Regions from separate parts of the Rattus norvegicus genome. Here region 1 is linked to region 2. Evidence: chromatin contacts called from public Hi-C data. All regions are on one chromosome and are shown on one strand. Each heading gives the region's core, a stretch centred on a gene start, on an enhancer-like site or on the middle of the called end of the contact. The rest is flanking DNA. Distances are from core to core; before and after follow the strand shown. Region 1 has its middle 190 kb from the start of Plscr5. Region 2 has its middle 430 kb from the start of Tbc1d2b.

Region 1 (3,485 bases), core at 270-2,769, 1.3 Mb before region 2:
CTTTAAAAATTACTATAAAATCAACTGTCACCGCACTTCCTGCTACAAACAGAAGAAAGCAATCCTTGTAGCCAGGACAGCAGGAACCTGGCTCTGTGAAATTGCAATCAGGGCGGCTGCTCTGATCAGCCAGGATGGCTCTCGAGTGCTTATCTGGGAGCTTGCCACACCATGATGCTTTCAACTGAGTTAGCTCACACCCCCTTCCAAGATGAAATCTGTCTTCTACGAGGAACCATCAGCACCATCAGGGTGATGAACCCAAACAAAAGCGTCCCCTTTCCCCCCCAAATCCTATTATGAATTAAATGCATTTTGAAATTGGCTCTCATTGAGTTTTGCCCATTTTGAAGTCAAATGCAGAAAGTTATTATATATTTAAAGGTCTTGTTTGCCCCATGCTAAGCATACCGATATGGAATTTATATTGCACTATATTTTCAAATTTAGACTGGACATAGAATTGTAAAGGTTCGCATGATCTCAGAAAATAAAGATGCCTTCCTCCAACTAAGCCTCTTGGTAATATCCTAAGAAATGACAAACCTGAGAGAGATCAGACAATACAGCGTAATTAGAATCAAATTTATAGTGCTCCTTAGTGCTCCGTAAGAGTAACGCCGTATTTGAAAATCTTAAAACAATAAACGCGTCCTCTTACTCTGTGTACTTGATGTTTTCTTCTTAGGTTTCCACGGAATTCAGTTTACTAAGAATTAAACTCAGCCAAAGGTATTTTTTTAAGTGAAAACTAATTTAGCACATATTACTCTGACGTTTCAGGAAATACTTTCAAAGTTGCTCGCTGTTTAATTTGGTTAGATTTAAAAATCAGTGGAAATGTTGAACGACTTAATTTTTGTGAAGGAAGACCGCACTGTACCCAGAGCTTTTGTAACGTTAAAGAAACTGAAGATTCGTTGAAGATACTTTTTTGGAAGACACAAACATTTTAGCTAAAATAAATAATTTCTACACAGGAGAGAAAATTATTAATTTTATACTGGAAGTTACATCTACAGGCAAGTAACTGAAAAAGCAGTCTCTAACAGTTTTTAACCTTCCCTTTCATGTGACGGAGAGGAAAAAAGATGAAAGGGTGGCTTTTGTGTTTACATCTGGAGTATAAAAGCAACTCAGTGTGAGAAAGGGACATTCCATGAAATACTATGTCAGAAACATTCTCAGTCAGAATTCCAGAAATAGCAAGATGTTAAATAGATAATTAAAATGTCTTCAAGGTTTAAACCGTGGGGACTTGGGGTTTTAATCATGTGGTGTATATTCATCAGAACTTTTGCTTTCATCTGGGTTAGATTTTGATGCTGTCTTTGGGGGGAAAAAACCAAACTCTGTGCTTTCCAAATCCTTTGGTTTGATCACATTTGATATTAGCATGCTTGGCTCCAGTAGCTCTCATTTCATTAGATGGCTGGCAGAAGCCTTCAGCAGTGCTGTCTTGCAGAAGCCTAATGGGCTTCTTCACTGCTGATGAAATTGGAAAGCTATGGGAACTTCTGTGTCTTGGTAGAGGGACTGTGTTACTCATGGCATAAGAATGTCTTTCCGTGGGAAGGAATCCGACAGAAGATTGCAGTTAATCACAGCTTTATGTCTAATAGATTTTCTTCCTAGTAATTGTGCTTAAGTAATGCAAAAGAATATGACATTAGAAAGGGGGCGTGATGAATAAAATAATATTTCATATGTATGGAACATTAATGTTTCCAGAGATCCAGAGATTTGTAGGTTACCTCTTTAAAGATTCTGCCTTCCATGATCCTGTCTTTTGTTTGTTTTATTACTGCACTCCTTCACGTCTGCTACAGGTCCCACATTTCATTGATGATTAGTTATCAGCGTTAACCCAAAAGAATATTCTAATGCCTTTACATAGTATCAGCTTAGCCTTGAAATGTGTTTTTAGGGTTAGAAGTAATATGGTAGGGATAACTTCAAATAGTAAGGATGATCATAAGTTCACTAAGAATTCAATAAAACAATTCTCATAGTTCAATTTACATATGTAAATTGAAGTTTTAGTCTTTCTTAATACTTTGAATTATAAGGAACAGACATTTCTTAAGTTCTATGAAGGAGTACATTTTGTAAGTAAGATGTAAATTTTTTGATTTTCATGTTAATGGAAACAAAATTAAGTTCATTATAGAAGGAAATGTGTCAGGCAACTGAAACATTTCAAAACCCTCCACCATTTACACAACGAAATGAAGTTGTTTAGCTTGTTAGTTACAGAAAGAGAGGGGATGGGTGGAAAGATACTATCCGGAGACGTGTACTTATTTCACACATGTGGCAAAACTGCTGGTAGGATGTCCACCTCCCTTCACCCTTCACAGTGAAGAACTCACTCACTGGCACCTCTGAGGCAGGATTATTGCTTGGTAGCAAAGCAGTAAACCTTCCTGGGTAAGATAAACTGTAGAGTAATGTTAGTTAAATCCAGAGAACGTAACTGAGTTCTTTTTTAAAACATCATTCACAAACGTAATCTGATTTTTCAGATTTAATAATCTGTGTTCCAATGTAAATTGCTCTAACGTGTTCTTTGATGATATCTATAAAACCATAAGTCAAATTGTATAGTGAATAAACTTATGCTACACAGACATACATTAAAAATTAATGTAGGCAGAATCCCAAGTTCCCCAGTGAGTCTGTTTTGTTACTGGTAAGATTAGAAAGAACTTGGCATCCTCACATGTACATTTGAAAACTGGAGAAACTCAGCTGTCTTAGCAAAACATCCTGACTTGAGTGGCTAGGTGATTGTTACATATGTGCGATAAAATTAAACATATTACAGACAGTGAAAACAATTAAAAATCACCAGACCCGCAACCTGACCCCCGGAAAACTCTCCCTTTTGGTTTCCTCAGCATCTCCAGGATGTAAGATTCAGTTTCACTCTGATGTCTGCCAAATGTTCAATAGTCTTCTGAGGAGTCTGAAGTTGAAGCATTTCCAAATCAGCTGTGATGGCACTGCGGTCTGTCCCCAGCACTCATTCAGAAGCAGGAGCTGACTCTGATTCTCTGACTCGTCTTCAAATTCTTCCTAATGTCAGAAAAAGCTTCTCACTCTATCTATTTCTGCTGAAACACCAAAACCGTTTTGTGATTCTCTACAAAAATCTCTTTCACCAGGAAGTTTAACCTATGGTTTTAAAACTATCTTGGATGTAAGGACTGTTAGAATTAAATAACCCAATGCAAATTCAGTTAAAATGAATATGTTATTGCATTTAAATTTCATTGAATTATTGATTTCAGATGTCTAAAATTACCAAAACAGCCCAGAGGGTGTTCTGGGAAAAGTGCACAGGAAAACACACACACACACACACACACACACACACACACACACACACACACACACACACACAAACTGAACAAATTGGGAAAGCTGTGACTTTTCATCAATATGAAGCACAAGTTTAATTGACTTTATTTACAATAATTAAC
Region 2 (3,414 bases), core at 593-3,092:
GTGTTACTTGAAATTCTGACGGTGTAAATAAAATTCCTTTGTAATTACTTCTTAAGCTCAGTTTTTGAACAACGATGTGAATATGAAGTTCAGAGGGGAAAATTCACATGAAGTATGTTCTAAATTCACGTTGATAGTTCTTACACAGTACAGAAAATGAGAAGCAAGTTAGAACAAGGTGAGAAGTCAAAACCTTTACTAAAATACGTAACATTTATGGTTTCTGTCAGTGTTTGTGAAGTGTTACATGGTGGAGGAATAGCAGGATTGATAGAGGAACAAAAATAAGAATATGGGTTTATATTTGCAGCAACCTTTGGAATTCTATGCTGATCCACCTAAGAGTGCCCTTCCAGCACACGAATGGTTCCATAAATCAGAAAGCTTGGAACCACGTGCTCGATTCTACAGTGAACACACGAACGGGGGAACAGTGTGTATAAGAAGGGCATACCTGAAGTCACAGAGGATTCGATATTTAAAACATTATTGAACACGGTATAATTCTTCTTTCTCCTGGAAGCTTTAGGGAAGTTACTCTCCATATTTGTTTCAACTGTCTAAAGATGGTTGTACATATCAGAAAACTCTATAAATTTCTCATGAAGCATACAATGACCATTATAGACAACTTCAGATGTCTGGAATCCCACGTTCAATTTGTATATATATATATATATATATATATATATATATATATGTGTGTGTGTGTGTGTGTGTGTGTGTGTGTGTGTGTGTGTGTGTGTGTGTGTGTATCTGTCAAGCAGTTCAGTTGTTAATCTAAAACATTGATAACGTGGAGATTTTTAATCCCATGGGATAAAAATGAACAATAGAAACCAATTGATTTTAATAGACTTCATTTATTAAAATGGACATTTTTAGTGAAAAATAGACCTGATATTTCTTTTAGAAAACTTAAGAGAATGTTTTTACCTATAAAGCAAGCACAGCCCAGTATAGCTCTGTTTTGACTTGGTTGACATGTTCAGCCATAAGTAAGCCAGTGAATCACTGAATCTCTGATACACGTCCATGATGCTATTTGTGATATTATGGTGGGGAAGTGTGAAAATGTCTTATAAATTATTGGGCAGGCAATTATATCGGTGCCTTTGAAACCTGCTTTGTTTCCGCTGTGTGCTTTTGTTTGTACAACCTAGGCATATGCTTTAAAATGTCATTCAGATCACAAACGTGCGGGGAGTAAAGGAGCATTTCCGCTTCCGTTTCACAAGCTGTGTAGCTTTTATTTCATCACATTGTTTCTCAGTCAATTATCAAAATCGCAAGTTTCCTTCCTTATAGTTTCAGAGGTAAAAAATGTAGGGAAAAAATGTAAAAGAAATTGTAATGAGCAAAGAATTCTTTAAAACTCACACCGATTACAACAGAAATTACAAAACGCAGTATTCATACAAAACTTGGCCCGCATCCTAGAAGTTGAGTGGATACACACTATGTAGAGGGTAAAACAAAAAAATAAAAATAAGGTAGTTCTAGGGAATAGAAAAGCTTCGGTTCGGTTTGGTTTTCCTGAGTACTTGACCTGGCAATTCAACCGATCATTAGACATAACGGTAAAGAACAGCTCCATCTTCCCCCTTAAGAGAGTTCATCCAGAGATTGCAGAAGGGATTTGTAGAGAATAAAGCTTCACAAAACCCAAGGCTGTCAAGGGAAATGGTATCCTGGAGGACAGAGCAGGCCAACCACCCCTTCAGCAGCAAAAGCTCAGAAGACAGCCAGAGGCAGGTCTGTGACTGCCAACACAACTGCCTACCACGTCTGCCAAGGAGCCAGAAGCTGCTTGTGGGAGAATAGCCCCTACCCTTAGCATCTGGGTCCCGTGATTGTTATCCAAAGAGACAGAGTGGTAAGAGATAGTGGGATAAACAGCATCCTATTAGACACACACATGACATTCTTTCTGGGTACACAAGGAAAATAAGCTATATGTGGCCTAAAGTTAGAGAGACATTTTTATACTTGAAACTCTTTTACATGAGATGTATTCTCAGTTATAGCCTCATACTTCATAATGAGATGAGCACCAGGTAGTTACACTCACTGAAGTCTTTGATTTTAAAAGGATTTTAATGGTATTTGTGGTAGATGTGTACATTCTGTATGAATCTGTATTTCCTAGGAGTGTCTGGTTCTAATCCACTGACAGTATTATTTAAAAATTAAAGATTGATTATAGACAAGCTAATTGAAATACTCTTCAGTATTTAACTGGGATTTTTTGGTATTTTATCAGTTTATTTTTAAGAGATGAAGTGTCAAATATATATTCATAATATAACTGGTGAACTCTTATTCAATATGTACAGGGTATATGCCTATGTAATATGTAGTTATATATATATATATATAAAACATTGACATAATCATATATATTACATATATTTTAAAGTTTCAAAAGTTTCTTCAAAAGCATAATTTCCACTAAGATACTAATAAATGTTTCAGAAGTATCCAAATATGATACTGTGTCCATAGTCACTATTAATTGAAATAAAGAGATGAAACCAAGGTAAATGTAGATAATTTAAAGATCACAGATACCTTGCGATTAATGCAAAGTCTATAACACATCTCATATAGAGAATTTGAAAGTCCTTATTATTTTTAATGTAACCAACAGCCCCCAGTGTCTGAGTATTCCATAAAAGAAAAAGCCAGTATCTTTTCTTTTAAGTATTATTCTCCTATATAGGAAAGAATACAGTTCAATGTGTTGGCAATAAGCTGTGCCCACAGATAATTTGTCATATTAAAATTCATAGCAAGTCAATTCCACTGAACATGTTAATGCAGACATTTTAGAAAAATAATTTGATATATATACAAAGTAGACTTATTATTAAAACAATTTTCATTTTATATGAATGGCATTAAAATTTCAGTTACTTTTCAGTAACCAAAAAAAATAGAAATGCCAAGACCACGAGTCCAGTTGCTGTCCTCTTCATGTTGTGCGGCACCGTGTATGTATTAGCATAGCTATAATATGCATGCATATAGATCCTATATTTTGTGATATGTATATATGACATCCTGCCTTAATTGGCTTTAAACATATTTACATGCATAGACTATATTACATTAGCTTTTATTTTTATTTATGTAAATTCCAAGGTAACTTGGGAATGTACAGCATTATGCTGCATGAAGGCGGTGCGCGAAGGGGTGAAGTTCTTTGGATGTATAAAGTCACACAGCTAACAATTCACGCTCACCATCACAGCACTCACAGAAAGGGCACACGTTTCTAGAACCAAACAACTCTCAGAATCGTTAAACTTGAATTCCAAATAAAGCATTTTCATGCGAAGCTGAAAGTTTACCATTTCCCATTGCATACTGTGTAATGAAGTCCAAGCTGGAAATAAAGCTTAATTACAGGAG

What was found. A called contact is a pair of places that touch in the nucleus more often than the background predicts.
Region 1: a Hi-C map of the Rat2 cell line shows a contact between it and region 2, with 6 times the contacts expected there. The contact joins two enhancer-like sites. A contact is called at or near these places in 5 of 12 Hi-C or Micro-C datasets (the A7r5 cell line, the Rat2 cell line, Schwann cells and 2 more).

Annotation. Positions count from the first base shown.
Region 1 is chr8:101,402,900-101,406,384 of GRCr8, reverse strand. No RefSeq gene overlaps it. Among named protein-coding and RNA genes, the nearest start is that of Plscr5, 190 kb to the left of the region's middle. Within about 2 kb of position 1,519, at least 18 of the 93 cell types and tissues checked have an H3K27ac peak or open chromatin away from gene starts, as enhancers often do.
Region 2 is chr8:100,123,434-100,126,847 of GRCr8, reverse strand. No RefSeq gene overlaps it. Among named protein-coding and RNA genes, the nearest start is that of Tbc1d2b, 430 kb to the right of the region's middle. Within about 2 kb of position 1,842, at least 17 of the 93 cell types and tissues checked have an H3K27ac peak or open chromatin away from gene starts, as enhancers often do.